2 separate regions of the Mus musculus genome follow, and region 2 is linked to region 1. Evidence: chromatin contacts called from public HiCAR-type data. All regions are on one chromosome and are shown on one strand. The core of a region is the stretch at or near the end of the contact, and the rest is flanking DNA. Distances in the headings are between cores, read along the strand shown.

What was found. HiCAR-type assays count read pairs that join an accessible place to other places.
Region 2: a contact with region 1 is called in a HiCAR-type map of fibro-adipogenic progenitors, with 3 times the contacts expected there. The contact joins two enhancer-like sites.

The regions. Positions count from the first base shown.
Region 1 is chr10:56,482,140-56,488,296 of GRCm38.p6, forward strand. No RefSeq gene overlaps it. Among named protein-coding and RNA genes, the nearest start is that of Gm36595, 53 kb to the left of the region's middle. Within about 2 kb of position 4,667, at least 136 of the 459 cell types and tissues checked have an H3K27ac peak or open chromatin away from gene starts, as enhancers often do. A contact at or near this core is called in fibro-adipogenic progenitors, where this site is marked.
Region 2 is chr10:57,226,858-57,233,708 of GRCm38.p6, forward strand. No RefSeq gene overlaps it. Among named protein-coding and RNA genes, the nearest start is that of Gm24285, 56 kb to the left of the region's middle. Within about 2 kb of position 4,929, at least 17 of the 459 cell types and tissues checked have an H3K27ac peak or open chromatin away from gene starts, as enhancers often do. A contact at or near this core is called in fibro-adipogenic progenitors, where this site is marked.

The DNA of each region.
Region 1 (6,157 bases), core at 3,417-5,916:
ATCAGCTGGGGAAACAATAGAAAATGGAGATAATTATCTTGTCATCAGGACAAGACTTTCTAGAACCAGGCAGGTCGGGGCAGATCCCGCTCTGGGGTTCCCAAGCAAAGTAAAAGTGCTCTAGAATATATGACCTAGTTTTCAAGAAAAAAAACCAAAAAACAAAAAACGCTGACTTACTCCAGCCTGCTGCCAGTTCTGCAAGTCACGCTGTGACTGCATTTGAATAACTGCCTTTAGCTGAAACGCAAGTGACAGCATTCTCAGGGGCAGGATATGATGCACAGGAGCCTTGCCCTGTAATCCTTGCCTCTTGTTGCATATATCAACATGCTAATTACTGTCACTGAGCTAATCTTCTCATCTCAGGAACACTCAAGTATCACTTGCATTTTATAGAAGAAGAAAGCAAGATACAACTCAATCAAACGATTCATGTGAGCACAACTGGTAGAGTCTGGAGAGAATTATCACCCTGCCGGCAGTAGGTTTGGGAAGACAAGGAACCGGCAAGTGAGGGACAGGTTGTTGATTGATCCGGTGTCCCTTTGACCTGTGAGAAATAGATTCAAGTTGATTCCCTGAAGCTTACAAAAAAAAAATTTTTTTTTCTCAAGTTTACAAAAGGAGACGGAAGGTTTAGACATGTTAGCGTTCCCACTGTTTGCAGTCTGGACTGAAATCCACATTGTAGAAAGATCAGAAGACTTTTCAGTCATGATAAAAGCTTGGGACCCCAAAATGATTTGGGGGCTAAATGCATGAATACTCTTTTCCCTATCCAGAAGTTTGGTTGTATATAGACTGGACAGGGTTTAAACACTTGGTCCCTGACTCGTGTTTTGAGAGACTGTGGAAGCTTGGCCTAGCAGGCAGAAGTAGTTCTCTGGTGTCCCTGTTGAACGTGACCTCCACTTCTGTTTCTGAGCTCAAGCACTCTGTCTCACGATCCATCAAGATGTGATGGCAGCAGCCGCCACAAACTCTGCTCATTGTGGACTTGAACTGTCCAGCTGTCTTCTTTGAAATCTTTATGTCACTTCTATTGCGTAGTTTGTCCCTGTACGGAACACAGACGAACTCAGCATAGAGTATTATGACTTGTTTCCCTTTAAGTGCATGCAATTCACATTATGTCTGAATGCAAAAAAAAAGAAATAAAAAGGAAAGAAACATGATTGCTCTTAGGTCTGTTGGAGGAGAAAGTTTATTATATATATGTGGGAGAGCAGAGCTAGAGGCAGAGGCATCTGGGAGAGCCCAGAGTGGACATGAGTGAGGAAGGGAAGAGGAGAAGGAGAGGGGACAGAGTGGGGTCAGGCTCAGCAGCCAAGAGGCCCAAAGGCACAAAGAGGCTGGTAACCAAAATGGGTAGATTATATAGGAAAGAGTAACCAGAGAATTCAGGGTAGGGGGTGGGATATGCCAGCTAGCAGAACCCTGTAACTGGTAGGGACTCAGGGATTCAGGGAGATCCTGGTGGCCAGTGGCCACTTTAATATGTCAAATAGGCACCTCAACCATTTGTTATAGGTTTAGGGCCTAACATCCCAACCTTTTTTATGGATAATAAGTAATGTGGGGCAATGCAATCTTCTCTGTGACTACTTACTGCTGACTTTGGAGTATCTTTGTTGGGGGAAGTTAGAATGCTGGCCAAGGCCTGTCAAAACAGGCTGTTCGTTCACTGACCTGGCTCTGCAGGACCCTCTGGGTCTAGGGACCTACAGGCAGCAGCTGGAGCAGTTTTTGATGCTGGGGCTAGGGAAGTGCAGGCCACTTTTAAGTTATTCAGGATGCAGAATTTGAGGGAACATCTGGAGCTGGCAAATTGCTAGGGTATTCTCTAGTTTGTTTGAAATCTTCTGGGACAAATAGACTAGGGAGAGAAGGTAAAATGAAGGAGTTTAGGGGAACATTTTTATCTTGGGTGTTCATTTGAAACTTTCGGACCCAAAGGCCTGACAATTAGCTGAGCCCAAAGAGCAGAGGAGAGAGAGAGAGAGTTCCCACCCTCTGCAATAGGACGAATTGGCAAATGGGGAAGGGTGGTTGGTTGACAGTACTTATCTGGAGTCCTTTGTCCTGTGAGAAGTGGATTCAAGCTGATTCCCTGAAGCTTACAAGAAGCGTTTTTAAGTTTACAAAAAGAGACAAGAGGTTTAGATACGTTAGTATTACACCGTCTGCAATGTGTACTGAAATCCACAGTGCAGAAAAAGCAGGAGCCTAGAGCCTTTGAGTACTTAGAAATCGAAGACTTAATACTTTGCTTTCTCTTTCATGCACCCAAGTCACAATGTGACTCTGGATGCAGCCCCCTCCCCTGTTCCTCCTCTTCCTCCTCCTTCAGCCCCTCCTCTATTTGTCTGCTAGCTTGCCTGATACCTCACCAAATCATGCGCTGGTCTCGTGTCACTATCAGTTGCTAGACACGCCGGAGTCTTGGTATCTAGAATCCACTGGAAGAAATCATCAGAAGCGTCAGTGTTCGTGACTGTGGACTGAGCACAAGTAGAAACAATATCAACAGATATCTTGCAGCTACTTAAATAAGCCTCGAGAGGAGAGAACTGATGATTATGGCCAGAAATCAAAATATACAACTTCCCGCGAGGAACATATATATAGAGAGAAGAAAAATAAAAGTGTAGGGGGTAAATATTGATTTTGTTTCTATACTGAAGAACAAAACTGTGTGATGCTTGTCACTTTTATGGTAATTCCTAGTAATCTGTAGCCTATAAACTTCTTCTCTGTCTGGGTGGAAATTTTGAATAGGTATGTTGATCGGTTTTAATTTGCTGGCAAAGACCGAAACTGTATTGAAGTGGATGAATTCCAAGCGTTAATTAAATTCAAGTTAGGCAGGGGTATATGAATTGTACAGAGAAGGCCTGGGATTTTTCTCGTAGGTGTTAAAAATGACAATTACCCAGACAGGGTGCGAAACTATCATACAAGACAGATGAACATTGATGTGGGTTTGGGGGAGTGATATAACCATCATGGCATGTATGTCTGGTGAGTGTTGTCCAAACACACATGGCAATCTCTGCCAACACTCCAGATGTTGGGATCTGTTTCTATGGGGAAGCACTTGCCATGCTGTGGAACCATTGTCCTGGTCACGCCAAGCCATCTGCCTTGCCCAAACTTAGCTTACAGTTGAATTTTCAGCTGCGTCGTTGACACCTCTCAAGTTTTCCCTTTCTGATACAGGCTCAGAGGTATATCCTGTATGGTACCTGTCAGTTCTTGGAAATCTAATGACTCATTTCCTAAAACGAGTTGATGTTGTTTTTCTGAAACATCTTTAAAGAACAAAACATATAATGACAAGTTAACCTCAGGTGATGTTTATATTTTAGAAGGTTTTAAGATACATACTGGTTGCTGAGTTAGGTATAAAGGGGTGTGTGTGTGTGTGTGTGTGTGTGTGTATGTGTGTGTGTGTATGTGTGTGTGTGTGTGTGTGTGTGTGTGTGTGTGTGTGTGTATGTGTGTGTGTGTAGGGGGGTTACCTGCTGTCCAAACAACACTTCTTCAGCTAAGAGCTGTATATTCAAATTACTACAAGAACATATTGACAATTGGCAAGATGATATAATTTAAGTCAAGAATCCTTGAGAACAGTGAGACTTTCATTAATTTGTCAGACATTTGAAGGCCAGGACCTTGTCTTGTTTGCCCCTGATTTCTTTCTATTTCTTTTTGTTTTTTGAAACAGAGTCTCATCATGTAACCCTGGCTGGCCTTGGACTTGATAAGTGGAGCAAGGTGGCCTCTAAGTAGCAGAAATCAGCCTGCTTGCTGGGATTAAAGTTGTGCTACGCAGTGTCTGCCCACGCTACAGCACCCTTTGTGACAGGGTGTAGACCGGCCGAAACTAATGAGATATCCTGATGCCCCTGCCTCCATTTTCCCACACCCCCTACCCAACCCAACCAGCCAAGAAGCCTGGCCCACCTTTGTTGAAGCCTTTAAAAGGGCTCTCTGTACGTATTTCGGAAAGCTGGAGTGCTGGCAATCAGACTTTCCTCATTCTGGAGTATGAGAGTCACAGAATTTGTGGAAAACATAGACATACAAAAGAAAAGATTTATTGTGGGGATTTGAGTTTATAAAATAACTAGTTTACCTGGAATCAGGAGGTGAAGTCAGGAAGGTTGCAAATTTGACATTAACCTGGAATATACACTGACTGTTTCAAAACAACAAAAACAACCACTGGCCTGGCTGGTAATCCAGCTCAGCCCTAGAGTCGTTGCCCAAAAGATCAAGGACCTAGGTTCCATTCCTAGCACCCACTAACCAACCCCAAAAGAGCAACACAGTGGGAACTGGATTTTCTGCCTGGTGCTGGAGTCTGAATTTTTTAAGGGAGGCAGTGAGGAGGGCTGGGTGAGTATGAAGTGGGAGGTTCAAGGAAAACCCAGAGTCTTTGAAGCTTGACTGGAAACCACAATGAAGGAACAGAACTTCTGTCTGTCTGCCTCCAGGCCTCTAACGCTTAGGCTGGGGACACTGCGCAAGAGAAACTAGTGTCTTGTATGTCTAGGAGGTAAGGAAAAAAAACAAACCGCACTTGGCTCAGAAGTCAGAGAAAGTGAATCATGAGCTCCACTACTCACAGCACCAAGAGGTCCCAGCTGCAGCCCCACCCGACTCTGACTCTGCCGGCAACCGACTGTGAGTCAGCAGATAGGCAGTGCTAGAGGGGCTGCCTCATTCCTGCACCAACTTCCTGAGGAATGTTTGCACCTTCTTTTCTGTGTTCTAAACCTTTTGAAAACTATTTTCATGGCTCACATTAGCTCTGAATGACACAGAAGTGGGGAGGTCAACAACCGAAGCTCTTACTTAGGCAAACTGATATAACACAAATAATAATAATAACAATAGCTATTATTATTACCATTATTATTCCTGTCTAACCTTCTGTCAGGCTAGCATCCTTTCACATCTTTTAATGATGCTTAACTTCCAAATAAAGACAAACAGGAAATACTACCTCAGGCTAACATAACAAAAGCAACCCTCACACACATGAAAACATCCAGAAACTGACAGTGATCCTGTCCTAGGAGAAATAGATGGAGCCCTGGAAGATAGAGGAGGTATTCAACAGACATTTGCATTCCCTCTTTTAACTGTTATTAACAGCAATGCAGGAGTTAGAGCTTCAAGCCGATCTCTAGAGAATATATACAGAGCACTTTGGCCCTATACCTAGCAGAGGAACTCTTGGGTGTGGTAGGTAGCCTATGCCTGTAACCCTAGCACCTGAAATCCAGAGGAGGCTTTGAGTTAGAGGCTAGCCTGGACTTAACGGTGCGTTCACAAATAGACTAAGCCACAGTATGAGACTCTCTTAAAATACAATCAAACAAACAAAGGAAAGCAATGGGCTGAGGGAAGAAGAAATTCGCCAGGTTTGGAACAGGGACGGTTCTTTTCAAACAACTGACTTTTATTTTGTGTGTGTTTGACTGCATATATGCATGTGTACCTCATATTTGCCACACTTGCTCATGGAAGCTAGGCGAGGATATCAGATCTTCTGAAAGTGGAGTTAAAGACAGCATTGAGCTGCTGTGTGGATACTGGAAATTCAACCCAGGTCCTCTGCAAGAGCAGTAAGAACTCCTAACCACTGAGCCATCTCTCCATACATATGGATCTTGTATACTCCATTCCATAAAATCCCAAGACTTCTTTCCCTTTCAAAATGGGGATATTTGGGGTGGCGGGGTGGGGGGGACTAAAGATATTGCTCCATTGGTAGAAGGCTTGTCTAGTACACATAAGGCCTACGGTTTGATCAGCAGCACCACACAAACTAGGCACAGTGGGACATGTTTGTAATCCTGGCACTCAACAGGCAGAGGCAGAATCTGCAGTTCAAGACATTCTTGACTGTGTAATGAGTTTGAGGTTACCCTGGGAAACATGAGACCCTGTCTCAAAAATAAGGTACATTTTTGCTCAGGCCTAGAATTTAATTTGAGGTTCATGGCTCCAGAGGGTTAGTGTCCATGGACCTCATGGTTGAGACCATGATGGCAGGAAGGCAGGCATTGTGCCAGAGCAATGTCTGAGAGCTCATACCTCTACCCACAAGTGCAAGGCAAAAAGAGAAAGAGGGGGCTGAAGG
Region 2 (6,851 bases), core at 3,679-6,178, 740 kb after region 1:
AGCTCCAAACTTTGTCTCTGTAACTCCTTCCATGGGTGTTTTGTTCCCACTTCTAAGGAGGGGCATAGTGTCCACACTTCTGTCTTCATTTTTCTTGAGTTTCATGTGTTTAGGAAATTGTATCTTATATCTTGGGTATCCTAGGTTTTGGGCTAATATCCACTTATCAGTGAGTACATATTGTGTGAGTTCCTTTGTGAATGTGTTACCTCACTCAGGATGATGCCCTCCAGGTCCATCCATTTGGCTAGGAATTTTATAAATTCATTCTTTTTAATAGCTGAGTAGTACTCCATTAGGTTCTATCTTATGGAGGCATTTTTTCTCAATTGAGGTTCCCTCCTCTCTGATGACTATAGCTTGGGTCAAATTGATATAAACCTAACCAGCAAAATTTCCTTACACTTGTCTCCACACATATCATCAGAGCTGCATAATGTGTGTGGCTCTACTAAAATTTACAAGTAAATTAGCAAGCCTGTTGTGGTTTATCAGTCCTCAAGGTAGTTATCTTCTCTTCACAGGAATTCCAATTCTTAAATTTCACAAGTGGGTATTTTTGACGAGTTCCATTTTAATCCTGGTTATTTTTCTGGATTTATATGGGGACTGTGTAACCCCTGATTCCCAAAGAACAGTGTACAGCTATGACTCTTAGCCCTGAATCCTTCGGCTATCCATGAACTGGTGCCAACTACCTCCCTAAATCTTTATCCAGAAGTGCTTACCTATCAGGTTTGCCACCATTATCTCCATACACCATGTTGTATTAAACTGTCATATCTGGAAACTACCCAGAAATGGACTTGAATCATTTTCATAAATTAGTAACTTGGGATATTATGAAGATTACACAACTGCTGTTCCAAATTTTTTTCTCATACAAAATAAGAAAGGCAAGAGCTGTTCATAAATTAAATAACAGATTGTTTCCTGAGAAAATAAAGCATATCTGTATAGCAAGAAAGAAGGAGAGAGGGGAGGAGGGGGAGGGGAAGGGAGGGAGGAGAGGAAGGGAGAGAGAGAGTGAGAGAGAGAGAGAGGGAGAGAGAGAGAGAGAGAGAGATAAACCTCCTGGTCCACCACCAAGAAAAAGCTCTAGAACAAAAACACAAGTCTCTTTGAAAGAAGACTGTCCTGATGTGAACTTCAGCCTTTTATACATGCTAGTTTTATCTTTTTGGGCTTCAGACTCTGGTCTGCTGTTTTTTATTAATAAAATGGAGATAATAAAATCAGCTTCAGAAAGTTTTGTGGATTAGACAAGCACCTCTTCTGTTGTCTGTCAACAATAATTTCTTCACCTATTCTCTCTACACCTATGAGAATATGCTGGCAATACTTAACCTTAACCTTAAGTACTTAACCTTCACATCCAATCCTGAACAACCCCTTCATTGTGAGTAATAGCATCACAACTTCAAGTCGGACACAAGTATCTTACATGTCTGTGAAGATACTGCCAATTCCTAATTCATACTGCTTTAGGGATTGTTAAGGCTCAATAATGTTCCAAAGGATGAGTAGCAAATAAAAAAAAAAGAGGGAATTTACAACTCTCATTGGCATTCACTAGGTTTCAAAATTCACTTACAATACGTGAGGATAAGTAATAATTGCTCATCTCGTTTGACATTTATGAAGGACATATGATGAGTTAATTATTTGCATATCCATATTCAGGTTGCAACTACTGGGAATGAAAAGCATCTCATATACCTAGCATAATCCATATCACATAACAATAACAACCTTGGCTAATAGGTAGAAGCATGTTCAAATTTTTAAGTAATTTTATCTTTATGAATGTTTTACTTGTGTATATAAAAGTATCCTACATATGTGCAGTACTCTCAGAGACTAGAAGAGGCCAACAGACCTCATGGAACTAGAATTACAAATGGCTGTGAGCCACCATATGTATGGTGGATATTGATCTCACATCTGCTGCAAAAGCAGCAAGTACAAGGAACCACTGAGCCATCCCTCCAGCTCCAAGCATACCCATCCTTAAAGAGATGCAACTCTGTCTTACAGTGCCTCAAAAGATAGAGGTGGAGTCATCTTTAAATAATTTTTGTGATTATCAAGTTATGGGGTCATACCTATGATCTATAATGCCAGTCTGGAGGCAGAGGCAAGAGGGTTAGGTGGTCAAACTAAGCCTCACCTAAGTATGGAGTATGAGACCAGTCTCAGTTGCATGAGATCTTGTCTCAAAAAACACACTCACGCAGAAGAGAGGGGGGTTGCTAGTATACAATCTTTTCTTATATGAGGACCTCAGATATTTTGCTGAATGTTGTGTTGAACTGCCTATAGCTTTAAATGTTGATGTTTGGTCTGTTGCTCTGTATTATAATGCTAACTTTGGGCCCCCATGACTTGATTGTCCCAGAGACTGTAGATAGACCCAAGTGACACTATGTGACCTGGCCCCCAAAGTTATTTCTGATTGGTAAATAAAGATACCTACAGCCTATAACTTGGCAGACTTGAGATAGTCGGAGCTTGGTGTTCCTGGCCAGGGACTTGAAAAAGACCACAATGAAGGGTGAAGAAGAGGAGGAAGAAGAAAAAGATACAATGGGTTAGGAGTCAAGAAAGCATGGCCCTGAGACTGGCCAACTGGAGTTAAGAGCAGCCCAGATGAAACATAGTAAGTAATAACTCAGGGTTATCAATGGAAAAGTAGATTCTAATAGCATAAAAGGGAGATATCTCCCTAACTCTAGGGCTGATTAAGGCTTATTGTAAATATAAAGGTTGCGTGTGTCTTTTATCCAGGAACTAAATGATCAGAGGCTAGTACAAACCCAGTATTAGGATTAAAAGTTTCTACAACATATTAGTGCCTCAACATCTGGCAAAATCTCACTTTAAAAAATAATTAATTTCAGATTCCTGAATGAAAGACACATGCTGTCCCTTTAAAATTAGGATGCAAGGAGAATTGGTTTCTTAGCAAAGTTGGTTTTTCCCCAAACCCTGCTGTTTTTCCCCAAACCATGTGGGGATTGAAACAAGGGCTAAAATATGTCCTAATTTGGAGTACATAATTCTGGGGTTCATAAGCATAAGCTAAGACACAGCTTTGCCCCCAAACCAAACAACATCCCAAGCAGCGGGCTTGAACTTCATCTGTAGTCTTCTCAAATGCAGCTTAGTCACAGGAATGCTAAAAGCCCCTGCTGTACAATGCTTTGCTAAATGTTGTACCGAAGTGCCTATAGCTTAAAGAATTTGCCATATTACTCTGAAGAAGAGTCTACTGAATGTCATGACTTAGCAACAGGATTCAGCCAAGTTACCCAAGAGCTGGGAGATGGTTGAAAGTGTAAAATGCTAGACACAGAAGCCTGACAACCTGAACTTGATCACCAAGTCTTATATAAGAAATATGATACAGTGGCATATGCCTATAATTCCAGTACTCATACAGAGAGATGGGGGAAGGATAAAGATAGGGGAACTGGTTGTAGAGTTATGAGCCAGTCAGCCTGAAGAATACAGTGGCAGAAACAAGAGACCCTACCACAGCAAGGCAGAAGGTAAGACCCAAATTCTAGAGGTTGTTCTTTGACCTCTACACAGGCACACATACAAACACACACACACACACACAGAGAGAGAGAGAGAGAGAGAGAGAGAGAGAGAGAGAGAGAGAGAGAGAGAGAGAGAGAATATAATAAAACTGTTTTAAATACAAAGTCAAAATAATCCAGGGAAGAAAATAGTGTGCCTTGCTCCTAAAGTCCGTTTAGGTCTCCATGTCATAGTGCTCAGAGTAGCCTTTGAAGCAATTTTCAAGCCCATAAAATGGAATCAGAGCTCTTTCCAGAACTGACTCCATCTTGTCACTGATGTGTCAAAATTTAGTAATCACTTATAATTCTGAGACTTTAATAGGCCAATGACACCTTTTGAAACTGTGTGATAATATTCAAACAATTTACTTACAGACAAGATGCAAGCTTTGGTCTTACATCTGAATAAGCAAATGTATGACTAAACATACAAACACAGAGGTCTAAGGTGGCACACTTAAAACATTACTGAAATGCTGGTTCTGTTTTTGAGATTGAAGTTTAGATAGAAAATTCTGTTTCATAATTGGATTATAATTGTTAAGGGGAATATTATATTGTTTTTAAACAGGAAAAATGTATAGATTTGCTATCACTTTGGGCATGACTAGTCATAAATATATTTCTAGGAAGTATAAAAAACTCTCCCATGTTCCTTTCTTTTTCCTTATGAAAAGTTCAAAACTGGTCTCAGTCACTTGGAAGATCTTTTTGAGATCTACCTTTGCAAGCCTGATTAGAAAAATTTTAACAATCCCACAAAAAAAGCAACAAAAGTGAAATCCATTGAATAACAGAATCCTTTCCCTAAATTATTTTTCCGAATCCTCTGCCAGAGCAAACACATGGTCTGTATTAGTCAGCTGGGTCCGCATCAATGTGTCAGCTGTATGAGCTGCTCGGGGTTCTTTGCCAAATCTATTACACTAAATCCCACTGTTTTTAAACCTAACTCCAAACATCCTTTTAAGTTCACAGAACATTCTAAATGTAGCATAAATGTACAACATTCTAAACCATCTCCATTTTGGAGGCATTTGAGCCTGTTTCTCTTGAATAAATCTCACCCTGCACTTCTTTAGGTACCTGCTGACTGAGAAGAACAAAAGTCATTGCCTTTTGGCACAATGGAGAGAAAGATAAGAAAGCTTTCTTTCCTTCCTTCTCTCTTTATTTCTTCCTTTCTTTCTTTGTCAATGTATTTTTCAAGTATTCCCTAAGGCAATGGGAGATACTAAAATAATTCAAAATAAATGTTACCAGATACTTGAAATGTGTTATTTGAAAGCACAAGTATGTTTCATGTTTTCTCCCTCAGCCATGTCACTGAGGAAGTCCCTTATGCTGTCAAAGAGCAACCATACAAGTTTAGCCTACGATGCTTTGACTCACACATAAATAATAGTACATGACATAGAATATCTTATTTTCAAACATGAGGTTGACTGTGATCAAATATGTCCTTATTTCTGAGAAATAAAATGAGAAAAATGTCTTCCTTGTAGATCAACATTACTTTCACTATGACAATGAAGCTAATTAACCATGATGTCAACTTACTACAACCCCTAAAAGGTCATTGCCTCATATTATGCCATATTCTAGGCATTAATTGAACAAGACAAAATATCTGTAGTTTCTCACTTAGTTTAAATATTTATAGTTCCTTCCAGCCATGCATAAACATTTCACTTTCTTGAGGGAGAAGATCAGATAGAACATCCACAAACACTCAGTTATCACACCTACACACATTAACGCACACACACACACATCTTTTCTACCTACTATGTCTGATCTTGGGTTAAAACAGAAACTCTGCTCCTCTCTTCATCCAATGCTCCCAGCAAGTCCAGTGTCTCCACTAAAACTCTAATCTTACCTGTTTACTCCAACACCTAAGCATTATCTCCCACTAGGGTGGGGGTGGGAATGGGGGCATCCTCTTGAAGGTGTCCCAGCGTAGAGGAATGCTAGAGTGGTGAGGCAGGAGTGGGTAGGTGGGTGGGGGAACACCCTTATAGAAGCAGGGTAAGCAGGGATGGGATAGGGGGTTTACAGAGGGATAACCAGGAAAGGGGGATAACATTTGAAATGTAAATTTAAAAACTTCAATTTTTAATAAAGAATATAAAAAGAAAAACTAAAAAAAAAACCCTAGTTCAAGGTTGTTCCATCAATGTAAAAATGATTTTTATGAAACTAGAGATGGCTCAGTGGTTAATAATGTGTATTGTTCTTGAAGAGGTCCTAAGTTTGATTATTAACACACACATTAAACAGTGCACAACACGAGTGCTTGGATTACACACACACACGTGCGCACACACACACAGACACAGACAGACAGACAGACAGACAGACAGACAGACAGACAGACACCACTCTGGTCTCCTTGGTGTGCCTGAGATTGCCAGGCAACCTTCCACCTGAGGATCTTTGTACTTTTCTTCTCTCTCTTAGTATGTTCATTCTCTCACTAGCTGTAACAATCTTTGGTCCAGTTGAGTTTAAACTTAACATGTTGCCTTCTCAGAATTGTCTCCCTGAGTGATCATTAATGGCACAGATGGCAGAGTGGGAAAGTTCTGAATGTAAGCCCTGGCTCTTGCTCTTACTGATAAAGTAATTCTCCTAAGAAAATTAATTTCTCTTATAAGATGGGTATAATGGTGCCTATCTCTGAAAATGCTTTCTTATAAACCTAAATGGAAATAATAACATATAAACCATATTACCCCAAAATTCTAATTGTAATGATTTGTAGTCACCATTAGCAAAAAGTATTAAGATAAGATTTCCCGAACAGATATAGTAATGTTTAAATTAGTAAGTAAGTTAATTACTTCAATTGACTCAGTTTTAATAAAAAAATGACTTTTCATTAAATAGTGCCATTTGGTACTAATTAAAAGATAATTAATAAAATCACAGTTAGAGCCTCTAAGTGATGTTTAATTATATAATCTAATTTTTCTAAATGAAATATTATTATATAGATGTAATTTTTATAAGGAGGCCTGTGGTTTTCACATATAAATATAGCACTCAACAATAGCATTGTAAATAAAATATATTCTTATATTAATTATTCCCATTATTAGGAAATATGTCAGCTTTAAATAGTAGCCTTTGTTTTATCTGATAATCTCCAGCAATTGTTCTGTATGGTGGTTTGAATATGCTTGGCCCAGGGAGTAGCACTACTAGGAGGCATGGCCTTGTTTAAGTGTGTCACTGGGGAGTAGACTTTGAGACCTTCCT